Regions from separate parts of the Ovis aries genome. Here region 2 is linked to region 1. Evidence: chromatin contacts called from public Hi-C data. All regions are on one chromosome and are shown on one strand. The core of a region is the stretch at or near the end of the contact, and the rest is flanking DNA. Distances in the headings are between cores, read along the strand shown. Region 1 holds the start of ZNRF2 (zinc and ring finger 2). Region 2 has its middle 41 kb from the start of MTURN.

What was found. A called contact is a pair of places that touch in the nucleus more often than the background predicts.
Region 2: a contact with region 1 is called in a Hi-C map of hypothalamus, with 3 times the contacts expected there. The contact joins the enhancer-like site here to the promoter of ZNRF2 in region 1. A contact is called at or near these places in 3 of 16 Hi-C or Micro-C datasets (hypothalamus, liver and tail adipose tissue).

Annotation. Positions count from the first base shown.
Region 1 is chr4:67,587,340-67,594,790 of ARS-UI_Ramb_v3.0, forward strand. ZNRF2 (zinc and ring finger 2) reads right to left here and starts at 2,797. Exons shown (of 6, transcript XM_060414779.1): 1 at 1,875-2,797. The coding sequence starts at 2,328. LOC121819405 (a long non-coding RNA gene) reads left to right here and starts at 1,740. Exons shown (of 2, transcript XR_006059637.2): 1 at 1,740-2,258; 2 at 3,296-7,451.
Region 2 is chr4:67,707,194-67,714,644 of ARS-UI_Ramb_v3.0, forward strand. No RefSeq gene overlaps it. Among named protein-coding and RNA genes, the nearest start is that of MTURN, 41 kb to the right of the region's middle. Within about 2 kb of position 2,913, at least 9 of the 54 cell types and tissues checked have an H3K27ac peak or open chromatin away from gene starts, as enhancers often do. A contact at or near this core is called in hypothalamus, where this site is marked.

The DNA.
Region 1 (7,451 bases), core at 1,547-4,046:
GCCACAGTTCTCAGTGTCACTGTGCTTTCACTAGGCCCCAATCATGCTAACCCCTAAAACACAAATGCTTTACTTTTCCAACTTTCAGCAACCAGATCTTCTTCACCTGCTATTTCACTAAGAATAGCACAGGTGTCAAATATTTGCCCCCACCCCCAGATGAAACACTTTAAACCCATACAGATAAACTTTGTTAAAAGAAAACAAAGTCCTTTAAAAAAAGTTAAGCCATCAGTATACCAAAGAAGTTACTAATCTGATGAGCCTTTCCCGATTTCCTTTCTCTAGCAAGCTGTTAGACATAACTACATGCAAATTTTAATCTTAAAATAAATATATATTTTTTAGGACCAGCTTAGCCTTTATCCTTGCCACTAATCTCCCATTCTTAAGAAACTGTCTTTTGTTATTCTTCGGTGTGGTACTACAGGACCTTCAGCTGTGTTAGTTATGAATCACAAATCACAGTACAGTCAGCACTAGTTCTTTTTCTCAAAAAGAAATGTTTTAAGGGCCAATCTTAAAAGTCAGTATTTTTAGTCACAAAGAAAAAATCATTTTATAACAAGTAATTAAAATAAAAGTAAAGAGTTGTTTTATATTTTGAATATGCAAAGAGGTATTAAAAAGATGGGGGAAACTAAACATGTCGCCTCCATTTTAAATTTGTGCTAATGTGAATATTGATAGTACAGAACATCAGAGCAATTACATTATTGAACATTTCACTTTATCAACTGCCTGCTCAAATTTCTCACATTTATAAACACGAGTAAAGGAAGCAGAGAAAGAGAAGATAAGTGTTTTCACTATTCACCTGTGCTCAACTGTAACTGTAGGTAATATCATGATGTGTAAAGAAAGCAATGATATGGAAATGTTTCTCTTCTATTGTCTGCATCTCTAACCAGATTTAACATCTACTCTTCATGAACTGGAAAGGGAGTGTCTTAATTCATTTACCATTAACTGCTCTGAAGGAAAGTAGAAACCATAAAACAACTCAAGAGGTCGAATTTGCTTTACTCACATCAGGGGTACCCCTCCCCTGTTTCTATCAATCCAAAAAGACATACCGTTTTGCTACTAAAATTTCCATTTTTCACAGGGTCTTTCTTGAACCCTAGCGAGCACTGCTTTTCAAAAACACCTGGGCTTTTACTGCATCTTGTAGGCAGAACTGTAATGATTATTGGTTTCTTTCCTTAAGAAACAGTTCTCAGTTTTTTAATGCTCTGTCCAAATAAAGCAGAACTCACATTAATCATTATCTAAAGTAGCAGTTTACTGAGGTTAAAAACATACTTTTTATTAACACATTCACCTAATTAAAGCATACACAGTAGGTGGGACTACTGACACAAGACATGAGAATTACAGCTCTACAATAAGTTACTCCAAAAGCGGTAACTCTTGTTCCAAACACTCATCTGTTCATTTGAGACTCTGACTTTTGGCCTTTAAAAACTGCTCACCACTCGAGTCACCAGATACAACTACATTTAGCAACGGGTCCTGACTTCCTGCTACTAAAAACCACAAGCACCAGCTATTGCGCTTGTTTTTAAAACAATATTTGCTCCCTTCACCTCCGGGAGCAAACAAGGGCTTTCTGTATGAGAAAGCCACGAAGAGGTGAGGGTGCACGTGGTGTTCAAAAACCAAACACTAGGGTCCCGCGGTAGCGGCGCTGCAGGGGTTAAGAGGCGCTCTCTCCCTCTCTCTTTCCCTCCCACCCCAAAGAGGGGTGACCCGGCCCGGCCGCGCGGCGAACCCCCGGCGCTCGGGCTGAAGGAGAAAAGGAGAAGGGTAAAAATAAGCGCAGCCGCGGCCCACGTGCCGCCCGCGGGAGGCAGAGAGGGAAAGGGCCGTACCTCCAAACATGTGCGGCGAGAGGTGAGCTGGTAAGGAGCCGATCACCAGGCGCGGCCCTCCAGGACCCCCGCTCGCCGGCCGGTCCCTGCCGCCGCTGCTGCCGCCGTCCTCCGGGCTGCTATGAACCGAGTCCTGCGAGCCGTACGGGCCGCTGCTGCTGTTGGGGATGCTGAAGGTTGACTGCGCCGCCCGGGCCCCCGACGCCACGGTCCCCACGGCCCCGCCGAGGGAGCGGCTGCGCGGGGCCGCCGAGGCCGCCGCGGCGCCGCCGGAGGCGCTGGGCTGGTGCGCGCTGGGCACCTGAGCCGGAAACCTCCCAGCGGCTGCGGCTCGCGCCCCGCCGCCCGCGGTCCCGTTGGCCCCTCCGCTGCTGCTGCTGGAAGGTAAATCCGAGCCCGAGTACGCGCGGGTGCGGCCGTTAGCAGCGGCCGGCCCGCTCTGCTTGGCGCCCATGTCCGCCCTGCCCCGGGCCGGGCCCGCGCACAGTGCCCGGAGCGCCGGGAGGGCGGGAGCGAGCGCAGGAGCGAGAGGGCAGGGCCGAGGCGCGGAGGCCGGCGCAGAAACAAGCCCGCACGTCCAGGGCCGCCGCCCGGCGCCCCAGGGGGCGGTCGGCGCCCGCCGCGCTTTTCTAAGGGATGACGAGCGAGATCGACGGCCTGTCTGGGGACGCAGGAGACGAGGAGAGATGGAGAGGAAGGAGGTCCCGGCTCCCGCGGGCGCCGATCGCTGGCTCCGGCGGGAGGGGCGGCTCAGGTGGCTGCGCGGCTGCCGCTGCTTTCGGTTCTGGTGCGCCGCGACGGGCCGCTGCCGCTCTCTGCCGCCGCCGCTGCGCTCTGCGCCCGGGCCCTCGGCACCGCCTCCTCCCGGGCGGCCGCCGCTACCGCCGCCATCCTCCTGCTCCCACGGCGGCTCGCGGGTGAGTGGGAGGTGCCCGCCCAGACTCCGCTGGGGCCACCTTCCCTCCTCCCCCAGCCACCCAGCTGTTATTAACTGAGAAGGAGGAAAAACGGGTGGCGCGGGAGGAGAGGACGCAGGAGGAGAGGGAGGGGCAGCGCGCGCTTCCCGGCAACCGTCACCGCGCTCCCCCAGAGAAGGAGGGGCGGGGGGGTGGGTAGGGTCTGGACCACGAGGTGGGGGTGCTCAGAAGGGAAGGAGGCACTGCGGCCCTCGCACCGGAAGGCGGAGGAGCAGCGCGGCCCCAGGGTGCGCCCGAACCCATGTGTTTGGGTCGCGCACGGTGACCCCGCCCCTGCCCCCTGGCGCTGCCGGGCGGATTGGCTCCCACCAGCCTGGCCCCGCCTCCCCCCTCGCCGCGGCCTTCCCGCTCCCGCCCTGTCTCGCCTAGGTGCCTTGGTGGGGTAGGTGCTGCCACCCGCGGATTCGGTGATGGACAGGTCTCTGACCCCGCCCTCCCCTGCAGGGCGCGCCCCCTCTCCACCGCGGGGCCTGCGCTGATTGGAGCGACGGAGCTCCTCCGGGGGCCAACCAGAAGACGACCCCTCCTCCTGCACGTGTCCCTCGGACGCTGGACCTGACAGTGGGCAGTCTTCACCTTTTACAGCTGGGGCTGGGTTCGTCTCGGTCCTGTGTCCCTAGCCATTGCGTTTGAATGGGTTTCGACCTTCCTCCTTGATGTTACTTCGAGTGCGTGTTTTAAGTAAAGCAGAAGCTCACCAATCTGATAATAAAAGACTGAAAACAAAAGAAAGAACCTAGGAGGCTGAAGGCAGCTTGATCTGAATTAGATCTATCCCATTTAAACACTCCGACTGCGGAGAAAGCAGAGTTGATAGAACTAAAGATAATCCAACATGATTTTCAGCTGTAGAGCAAAAACTGTGGCACGGAGACAGCTGCAACCGATTCATAAGACCTGGGGTCTATCTAGGTCTGGGACCAAAACGAGGTGTAAGCAATCATTTTACCTTTGTGGACGTTAGTTTCCTTACCTGGGATGTTTGTATCAAATCGCCACAGCACCTGCTGCTTTAAAACCCTGTACTTTCTCTAAAATGTCAATTACTACTAGGTTGGTGCAAACGCAATTGCGGTTTTTGCATTGTTTAAAGTTTCCATTTGATATTGCAATACTTTCTTAAATATGGTTGTGCTGTACATCTTTCAATGCACATTTCTTGCTTTATGTTTTTGGCTGACTTATTACTTGTTTATATTTATTTCAACTATGGAAATGATGTTAGAGAAAAAGCAAATTCAAGCGATTTTTCTATTCAAGTTCGCAGAGACAACTCACAACAACACATTTGGCCCAGGAGCTGCTTACAAATGTACAGTGCAGTGGTGGTTCAAGAAGTTTTACAGACTAGATAAAAGCCTGAAGATAAACATAGTGGCTGCCCATGGAAAGTTGACAGTAACCAACTGAGAGGCTTACAACTACATGAGAAGTTGCCCAAGAATTGAACATCAACCATTCTATAGTTGCTCAGCATCTGAAGCAAATTTGAAAGGTGAAACGCTTGAGAAGTGAGTGCATCTTGAGCTGACTGAAAATGAAAAAAAAATCATCATTTTGAAGGGTCGTCTTCTCTTTTTCTACATTAGGTTCTTCTCTTATTCTCTATCGGATTGTGATATGCGACAACAAGTGGATTTTATATGAGAACCAGTGATGACCAGTTCAGTGGTTGGACCGAGAAGAAGCTTCAAAGCACTTCCCAAAGCAAACTTGCACCCAGAAAAGATTATGGTCACTGATAGGTGGTCTGTTGCCAGTCGGATCCACTACAACTTTGTGAATCCCAGCAAAACCAACACATCTGAGAAGTATGTTCAGCAAATCAATGAGATGCACCAAACGCAGCAACTCCTGCAGCTGACATTGATCAACAGAAAGGGCCCAGTTCTCCTCCTTGACAACACCTGACTGCACATCACACAACCAACACTTCAAAAGCTGAACAAATGGGCTACGAAGTTTTGCATCATCCACCATATTCACCTGACCTCTCATCAACCGACTACCACTTCTCAAGCATCTCGAAAACTTTTTGCAGGGAAAATGCTTCCAGAGCCAGCAGAAGGCAGGAAATGCTTTCCAAGAGTTCATCGAATCCCTAAGTATTGATTTTGATACTACAGGGATAAACAAACTTATTTCTTGTCGGAAAAAATTATTGATTATAATGGTTCCTATTTTAATTAATAAAGATGGGCTTGAGCCCAGTTATGATGATTTAAAATTCACGGTCTGAAACCACAATTATATTTGCATCAACCTTCCAGGAAAACATCTACTTCTGCTTTATTGACTATCCCAAAGCCTTTGACTGTGTGGATTACAATAAACTGTGGAAAATTCTGAAAAAGATGGAAATACCAGACCACCTTACCTGCCTCTTGAGAAACCTATATGCAGGTCAGGAAGCAACAGTTAGAACTGGACATGGAACAACAGACTGGTTCCAAATAGGAAAAGGAGTACGTCAAGGCTGTATATTGTCACCCTGCTTATTTAACTTATATGCAGAGTACATCATGAGAAATGCTGGACTGGAAGAAGCACAAGCTGGAATCAAGATTGCTGGGAGAAATATCAATAACCTCAGATATGCAGATGACACCCCGCTTATGGCAGAAAGTGAAGAAGAACTAAAAAGCCTGTTGATGAAAGTGAAAGAGGAGAGTGAAAAAGTTGGCTTAAAGCTCAACATTCAGAAAACGAAGATCATGGCATCTGGTCCCATCACTTCATGGGAAATAGATGGGGAAACAGTGGAAACAGTGTCAGACTTTATTTTGGAGGGCTCCAAAATCACTGCAGATGGTGACTGCAGCCATGAAATTTAAAGACGCTTACTCCTTGGAAGGAAAGTTATGACCAACCTAGATAGCATATTGAAAAGCAGAGACATTACTTTGCCAACAAATGTCCGTCTAATCAAGGCAATGGTTTTTCCAGTGGTCATGTATGGATGTGAGAGTTGGACTGTGAAGAAAGCTGAGCACCAAAGAATTGATGCTTTGAACTGTGGTGTTGGAGAAGACTTGAGAGACCCTTGGTTGGCAAGGAGATCCAACCAGTCCATTCTGAAGGAGATCAGTCCTGGTGTTCATTGGAAGGACTGATGCTGAAGCTGAAACTCTAATACTTTGGCCACCTCATGTGAACAGTTAACTCATTGGAAAAGGCTCTGATGCTGGGAGGGATTGGGGGCAGGAGGAGAAGGGAACGACTGAGGATTAGATGGCTGGATGGCATCACCGACTCGATGGACATGAGTTTGAGTGAACTCAGGGAGTTGGTGATGGACAGGGAGGCCTGGTGTGCTGCAATTCATGGGGTTTCAAAGAGTCAGACACAACTGAGCAACTAAACTGAACTGAATAAAATTCTTCCCACTCCGGTCCAAACTGTAATGTGGTATTTTGGTGGCAAAGCATGGTCTAGATACCCAGTGGACACCCTGCTGTGACCCTTCGATCTTTAAAATGCCTAAAAGTGTTCTCTATGTGAAAATAATAGTAACTGGTATTTTTTTGTACAAACTGTAGAATACTTTGTCTTTTTTCTCATACTTGTAATGAGTAATTTACGTAATGATTATCACTTTGAAGTATGAGAATCAAGTTTTTAAACAGAAGACTATATGTATAGATATTGATGTACTCTGTGTGTGTGCGTATATATATATTTATATATGCTGCTGCTGCTGCTCCTGCTAAGTCACTTCAGTCGTGTCTGACTCTTTGTGACCCCATAGATGGCAACCCACCAACTGCTGGGAGCCCACCAACTGTTGGCAGCCCACCAACTCCCCCATCCCTGGGATTCTCCAGGCAAGAACACTGGAGTGGGTTGCCATTTCCTTCTCCAGTGCATGAAAGTGAAAAGTGAAAGTGAAGTTGCTCAGTCGTGTCCAACCCTCAGCAACCCCATGGACTGCAGCCTTCCAGGCTCCTCCATCCATGGGATTTTCCAGAGTATTGGAGTGGGGTGCCATTGCCTTGAGTAGTTATATATATATATATATATATAACTACTCACTCAATTCAAATCTTGAGATACTCAAAATTCTTTCATCTTGGGTATGAGCTTAATGAAATCAACATTTACTTCAGTTCAGTCACTTAGTCGTGTCCGACTCTGCAACCCCGTGGACTGCCACACACCAGGCTTCCCTTTCCATCACCAACTCCCGGAGCTTGCTCAAACTCATGTCCATCGGGTCATTGATGCCATCCAACCATCTCATCCCCTTCTTCTTCTGCCTTCAATCCTTCTCAGCATCAGAGTCTTCCAATGAGTCAGTTCTTTGCATCAGGTAGCCAAAGGATTGTAGCCTCAGCTTCAGCATCAGTCCTTCCAATGAATATTCAGGACTGATTTCCTTTAGAATGGACTGGTTTGGTCTCCTTGTAGTCCAAGGGCCTCAAGAGTCTTCTCCAATACCACAGTTCAAAAGCATCAGTTCTTCAGCATTCAGCTTTCTTTATGGTCCAACTCTCACATGCATACATGCATGACTACTGAAAAAAACATACCTTTGACTAGATCTTTGTCAGCAACGTAATGTCTCTGCTGTCTAGGTTGGTCATAGCTTTTCTTCCAAGGA
Region 2 (7,451 bases), core at 1,663-4,162, 120 kb after region 1:
ATTACATTACCCCTTAAGAATCAGGCACAGTCAGAACTCAGTAGCCACCTATGGTTTATGGCCATTTCCTTACTTCAGTCAATTGGAGCTAGACAGTCCTTGGTTTTTGGTGCGATTCATTCTCCTAAATCCAAACCCAAGATAGTTCCCTGAATCTGGCAGAGCTCAGCTGTAAAGTCGGAGCAGGAACTTACAAGCTGCGGCTGCCAACTCATCTGACATCACGCCAGGGCCACCCTACCATTGTCTGTGGCAGAACAAGGCCTTGCTTTGGCAGAGGTTTGCAGCCCCACCCATCAGTGCCTGCTGGGAATCTGGCTACTTCTCAGCAGGCCCGAGAGCCTCTGAGTGCCCCAGGAATGCCTTGTCTATAAATAGAAGTCTTTTGCAGGGTTTCCACTGCTTGGCAGCCTGAACAGCATCTGTACCATGTTATACATTCTGCACAGAACCAGCTGCCGGCCTGGTGGGAAAGATAATCTTGGGAGAGGAGCCTGCGCTGTCAGTGGGCAGTTGTTCAAACTCCCTAGCCTGGGGCCATCACCGGCTAGCACCGGAGGCAGGCCCTTGCGGCAGGCAGCTGTGCTGAGTTTCACAGCAAGGCCAGGCAGCATAGAAGTTGGACTGGTGAGGAATGAACCTGATTGTTTTATCACTTCAGACTCACTTATCTCCGTGGAAAGAGATTCCAGTTGGGTCTTTGTAAACAAGTTACCATGACTTGGGGGCTACCTGAGGTCAACACAGACCCTGCTGGAAGAAAATGCTATCCGTGCACCTGGTCCCAATCAGAACCCAGTTCTGCCACCCAGTGGCCCAGCTTTGAGAAGATGTCAGAGCTCTAATACAGCTCTCTCAAACCAAAATCCCTGTTCCGCATCTTTGAACATAGCAGGGAAATGCCACTCAATTTTCTACAGGGTCTAAAGCAGAAGGGTCAAGTCTATGACTGGAGTGACCATTCCTGGGAACCAAAGCCTGATTCAATAGCCACAGGCAGAGGGGCAGGCCTGCAGCGGGAGAGTATGTCCGTACAGCACTGAGAAGGGGGTGCAATCCTAGGAGCAGGAATTGAGAACCAATTGGAAAGGAAAATGGAACAAGGAACAAACAAGGTTCTAAGAACATTGAATCCCAAAGGCCAGTTGTGCTAAGAGCTTTCATAGACTCAGTTACCCAGCACTGGTGGACTGGCCATAATGAGGACTTCAGGAATGTGCCCTACCCCCTTAGTGATGACTTAAGTTGTGGGGCTGGAGGGTGGGGAATGGTGTGGATGCATGGAAGATTCTTTTAAACAGAGAGTGTTGGAAAAAGAGGCCTTCGAGTTTCAGGATTCCTATGACTCTGAAATCAGGTGATGGGGGCTGAATATATATAGTTCTAGATGCAGAAACCTGGGTGACTTTATGCTATAGATTGAATGTTTGTGTTCTTCCAAATTCACATGTGGATACCTAATCCCAATGTGATGGTATTTGGACGTGTGGCTTCTGGAAGGTGATTAGATTGTGAGGGTAAAGCCCTCACGTGTGGGATTAGTGCCATTAAAAGGAGACCCGAGAGCTTCCTCACCCCATTCACTACGTGAGGACACGTGAGCCAAGCAGATCCTCTTCAGACACTGAATCTGCTTGATCTTGGACTTCTAATCTCCAGAACTGTAAAAAATAAATGTCTGTTGTTTACAAGCTAGTCAGTCTATAGCTCCTATTATAGTAGGTTGCACTGATTAAGAAACTTTAATAGAACAATGTCACATCAATCTCTCACTGCTGGCTTGGAGGCACATGAGCCATTTTCCTACTCTCCAGCCTTCCTTCTCAAATGGGGCCTTTTCTGAGCCTTCCTAGAGATGGTGTGCAGCCAGGCAGCCTTGGAGAGCAGCACAAGCCACCAGAAAGTGAGTGTCTTGTGTTGGGGGGTAGCTTCTCTCTCGACTTGGAAATTGCACAGAAAGTAGAAGGGGCCACAGCATATATCCTTGCCTTCCCACCAGGACGTGTCTGGGGCCAGGGCTGCTTCATGACTACCTTATCTGCGGATGACACTTCCTGGAGGATCACCCAGGGATCATGGGGTAGAAGACCTGTGCCGTGCATCCTCTCCTGGGAAGGGTGTCAGGCTCACAAACTGGGTTCCAGGACGACAGCAGGAAAGGCTGGATGAAAAAGTGATTCCTCATCTGTCATTCAAAGCAATGTCCAACTCTTTGGACTCATGCCCCGTCAGCAAATGGCTGGAACAAAAAATAAATAAAAACAGGGCTGTCACCTGGGTAGCACCCTCCCTGGGGTCAGCACCCTGGACCACACACCCAGGGTCTCACTATCTCATGCTGGCAGCCTCGGGCCCACACTGGCAGGTGGTGGCAGCAAAGTGGACGCCTTTAGGACAACTGGGCCTGTCTGTGGACACTGGCCCACCAGCTCCCACTTGGGAGTCTTGCAGCATTAGCAGGGATGGCTGTGAGTGCACCCAGCAAGGAAAACACCAGGTGTCACCAAAGATGAGCCAGTCAAACACATATGAGACACCCCAGAGGCCAACCTCAGGGTATTTGGGGTGAATCTGAGGAGGGCTGAGAACCGCTAAAGTGAGCATCAGAGCCAGAGAAATGAGAACTTGTGTCTGTAGCTGTGGCTCTCTCCTCACCCGCAGGCTGGCAGGTGTGGGGAAGATGAATGACATCAGATGAATGTCCAGAGGTTGGGAAACAGAATTAGTCACCCTGCCAAGAGGATCAGTTCCCTAGTTTCTGCCTCCTTGTGACATCACTGCTCCAAAGCATAGCACACTCTGGCACCAGATGAGAAGTTCTATTTCTAGAAAATCCACAAAAGTGCCATTGTCTTGATAATGAACTAACACACCAAGGTCATTGTATCTCCCAGCAGCTGGTCGGCCCAACTCCACATCTGTAAAGCTCTCCCGGGGCAGCAGGCAGGACCGTCCCCAGGAGAGGAGGTCCAAGCGGCAAACAGCATTCCTAACTCAGTGTTTGTTGTCTTGTGTCAAAATTCTGTCTGGAATCTCCAACACTAGCTTTCAAATGGGATTTTCAAGAGCATGTGGCCAACGTTGTTTATGCTTTTCCAGAGCTAGAGAGTGTGGAGTCAGAGCAAGGTTTGAAATGCATCCACGGGAGTCAGCTTTTGTGCATTAAGTAAAGGTTTGGCCAGAGTTCTGAAGGGACTGGACCATGTGGCTGGGCTGGATGAGTTCATTAGCACTGAGCTGGATGTTGGCTCTGGCTCACTGATGGATAACAGACCTTTTTTCAAAATCCTGGGAGGTGGAGGTCAAGAAGATGCTTCTCACTCACCACAAGAAGGGTGCTGGTTTGTGTTTCCTTCACGACAAGGGCTTTACACCAAGCCACTCATATTCCCTTACTAAGCACTTCTTGTAACCGGTTACAGGAGTCATTTGGGAGCTGACCAGAGTCAGAAATACTCTTTGAAGGAAGGAGAAAATCAAGAGAACTGGAGAGTTTAGCTCTATCACCAAGTATTGCCAAATCACCAAATTTCTTTTTGCTTTTTTTTTTTGGCTGCATGGCAGGTGGGATCTTAGTTCCCTGAGCAGGGATGGAACCTATGCCCCCTGCAGTGGAAGCATAGTCTTAAGTCCTGGAATGCCAGGAAGTCCCCAAATCACCAATTTCAACCATACTGTAAAGAAAGCTACGAAATGGCATGGGTTCAATATAAATAACGCTTTCCTTCACGAATTTTCCTATGAGTTAAGACTACTTGCAAAGATGAAGGACATATTTCTGAAGTAGTAATGTTGTCTATGAAAGGACTGCATTACATCTCCATGTTAAATTTAGATGAAGTTTGAATGATAAAGGGCTTTCCTAGTGGCTCAGACGGTAAAGAATCTGGCTTGTACTGAGGGATACCTGGGTTCGATCCCTGGGTCAGGAAGATCCTCTGGAGAAGGGAATGGCTACCCACTCCAGTGCATCTTTGAGTGAGATGTGTAGACGCTTGGTCAGGATTGTTGTGGTTAGGCAGATAATCATGTCACTGGATGGACTGGGATGCAGTGGTAGTTGTTAAGAAAGGGTCACTGTAACGGCTATAGGCATATGTCGTGTGGGTTGATGGGAGCTGGGTAGGTGTGTGGGTGCATAGGTACAAGCCGAGGTGGCTAGGCATGTTGCAGGGTGGGATTACGTGAGGCAGGTAGTGTGCAGCAGGGTGGGATGGAGCTAGGTAATTTGGCTGTGCCGTGGCAGATTGGGACACGTATTCTTGCCTGGGAAATCCCATGGACAGAGGAGCCTGGTGGGCTATAGTCTATGGGGTGGCCAAGAACTGGATGCAACTGAGCAACTAACACTTTCACTTGAATGATACAGGGCCCAGTGGCAGGTGAGGTGGGAGAGGAGGGAGTGGAGGCCCGTTGGGTGTGGTGGCAAAGCCAGGCCTGGGTGCGGTGAGGGTGGGGGTAGGGGGGAAGTCCTCAGTAAGGGGCCCCTGGTCAAGTGCAAGTCCAACCTGAAATCCCATCGCAGAGCAATGTCGGGGGAGGCTGTGTAGTTTGTGTCCCTTCAGTTGTTAGATTTCCATTTCTGATAACAGGGCCTAGGGGAGTCAGAAACTGTTAAACTGGACATTTTCCAGACGCGTTTTAAGTTGATTCTACTCAAGAGTTTGTCTTTTTATAGCCCCTTGCAGCCCAAGTGGCCGGTACCATTTCTGAACAGAAGAAACTCAAAACTGAAAAGACCAAAGCTATGTAGGAATCAAGACGCACATCCAAATCCCCTCTTTTCTTCATTGCCATGTGACACTGTCTGTCCCCTTGTCTTTCTGATCCCGTGCAGTTTCATGCTCCCTGGAGAATTCCTACACTCAAAGGTCTGGTGTTGACTCAGCTCCTTCGTCTGATGCCAGCATCATTCGGAAAACAGGAAAGCTCGGCTCCTGGGATCCAGCACCAGTTCTCTGGAGCCACTTGCCAGCGAGGATGCTTGCTGGGTCCCACAGGATCCGAACCATGAGGGATTATGTAGGATACTGGGGACCTCAGAAGCAGGAAAAGCAGGTTTGAGGCACCAACATTTCTAGGGGATGTGATGTGGCCGGCTTTTTTTCCCCCACATTAATGGAGGAAACAACGGCAGAGATCATCCAAACCAGCAAGTGAGACTCAGAGTCGATGGAATTTGCCTTTGAAGTGTTTTCCAATCCGCACACCTGAGAAGTACACAGTGATGCTGGGGTTACTGAGGGCGTGTGGGAAAGGGAAGTATTGGGAATTTGGCATTAGCAGATGCAAACTAGTATATAATAGAATGGATAAACAAGGTCCTATGGTACAGCACAGGGAACTATATTTATCCTGGGATAAACCGTAATGGAGAAGAATATGAAAAAGAAATTATATGTGTATTGTTGTTGTTAGTTGCTAAGTTGGGTCTGACTCTCTGACCCCAAGGACTGCAGCACACCAGGCTTCTCTGTCCTTCACTGTCTCCCAGAGTTAACTCAAACTCCTGTCCATTGAGTCATATATATGTGTGTGTACGTAACTGAGTCATTTTGCTGGAAGCAGGAATTAAACGCGATATTGTAAATCAACTATATTTCAATAAAATTTTAAAAAAGCAAACCTTGAGATACAGAAAGATTTTAAAAAGTAGGGATATCAATGATAACATCTACCTTTTGTTGGAAGTATTGTAGGAGTCTAAAGGAGCTTAGTACAGTGCCCATTACTTAGAAAGGGCTTTATAAAGTTTGTTAAAATAAACTATCACACATAACAGTGCACACGGCTGGGGTAATATTCACTTAGAACTATTTGCTTGATAGGAGAAGGATCGAAACCTCCTCAGGCTATTCCATACTCACAAAGGACGCAGCAACACTGGGGAGCCAGGTAACCTCAAACCTTGTCCACACTCAACAGAATCAAGGAACATCATTCTGAGATCTAGCGGTAGTAGCGAGACTGCTGTTAAGCCACTGCTAAAATGTTTCTCAGGGCGGCAGGGGCTTCCACTATGCTTGTGACATGTTTTTTGTCCTTTCCACCAATCTCCCTCCTCGGGAACGGGGTCCCAGCTCAGCCAAGTCACCCAGCAAAGGACAAATGTCAATCCCACGACTGTGATGTGAGTTAGACCTAACGCAGCAGAAACAATAAAAAGCTGAACAGGGGGGAAATGGGGAGAGAGGGAAGGAAAGGACTTCCTGTTCCTTCTTGGGCTAAAAGGAAACCCTGGGGCAACTCTGGGAGCCACTGGGAACCCCCAGGCTGCCCTGGTTCTGGCTTTGTCCTCCGGTGGTCTGTGACATTCTGTGCTGCTATTGCATCTTGTGCCCTAGGGCTCCCAGGAGCCCCGACCAGTTTTTAGGGGCTCCCAAGTACCTTCTGGCCAGATGTTCTACAGATGCGCAAATCCTTCCCCACCCACCCCTGGTCTGTGCAGGCCTCAGGGAGCCTGACTTGAGACCTGCTGGGACCCGTCCTTGGCACCCTAAAGTTGGGTTGGAAGCAACAAGGCTTTACAAAGCCTGCCAGCTGATCACCAGAAAGGCCTGGGCTACCTCAGAACACACAGCGGCCTTTCACCTTGCTCAGAACAAAATGAAATATGCCATCCATCTCCTCTCTGGCACTTCCCCAGCCCTTCTCAGAGGGAACTAAATGCCACGCTTCATTGATCGGTCAATAAGTCGTGTTTATTGAGCTGACAGTGTGTACGTATGGGGGTGGGGGAGCTGCAGAGAAAGATGGATGAGAAAGGAAGAAAACCAACTGGGGTCAAATGCTAGGATTCATGTATAAAGAAGGGACTCTACACCTTTCCCTCCTATGCATAGCTGGGCTGCTCGCTCTTTTCTTCGTGCCACGCTGGGGGTCTGCTTTCTCGCCTCTCCCAAAGGCTCCACATGGAAATGGGGGAAAGCCTCACCAGCACCAGGAAACCCTTTCTTTATGTGGTGCTGACCTCTAGAGGCTTCCAATTAAAAAGCATCCCAAAGGACCAACTTTGTTTTACGGCCCGTTTTTTACATCCTGCGTGGGTGCCATATTTTCCTGGAAAACAAGGAGAAAATTTCTCTGCTCCTTTAAATGCTGCCTAATAGGAAATGCCGACTTTATTCTTTGATTGCCTAATTACAGCCTCCTCAGATTTTTAAGAACACCATTGCTTTTTGCTCCAGAAAAGGGAAAAATGTAGGTTAGAAATTGGGAAAGTATTTCAAAGTTAAGTATTTGCCTACTATGAAACTAAAAGGAAAAGCAGAGGGTCAGCTATTTGGGATGTATTTCTGGAGTTTCCAAAGTGATCAGGTGGCCAAACCCACTACGGGAGACAGGACTGTTTGCTCCTCACCCCTCACCCCAGGTCAGCGGGAGGGCACGGTGGTAGTGGGAGGGGGGCACCATCTGCCAGCCCCTCCTCCACACATGTGCCAGCCCACTGG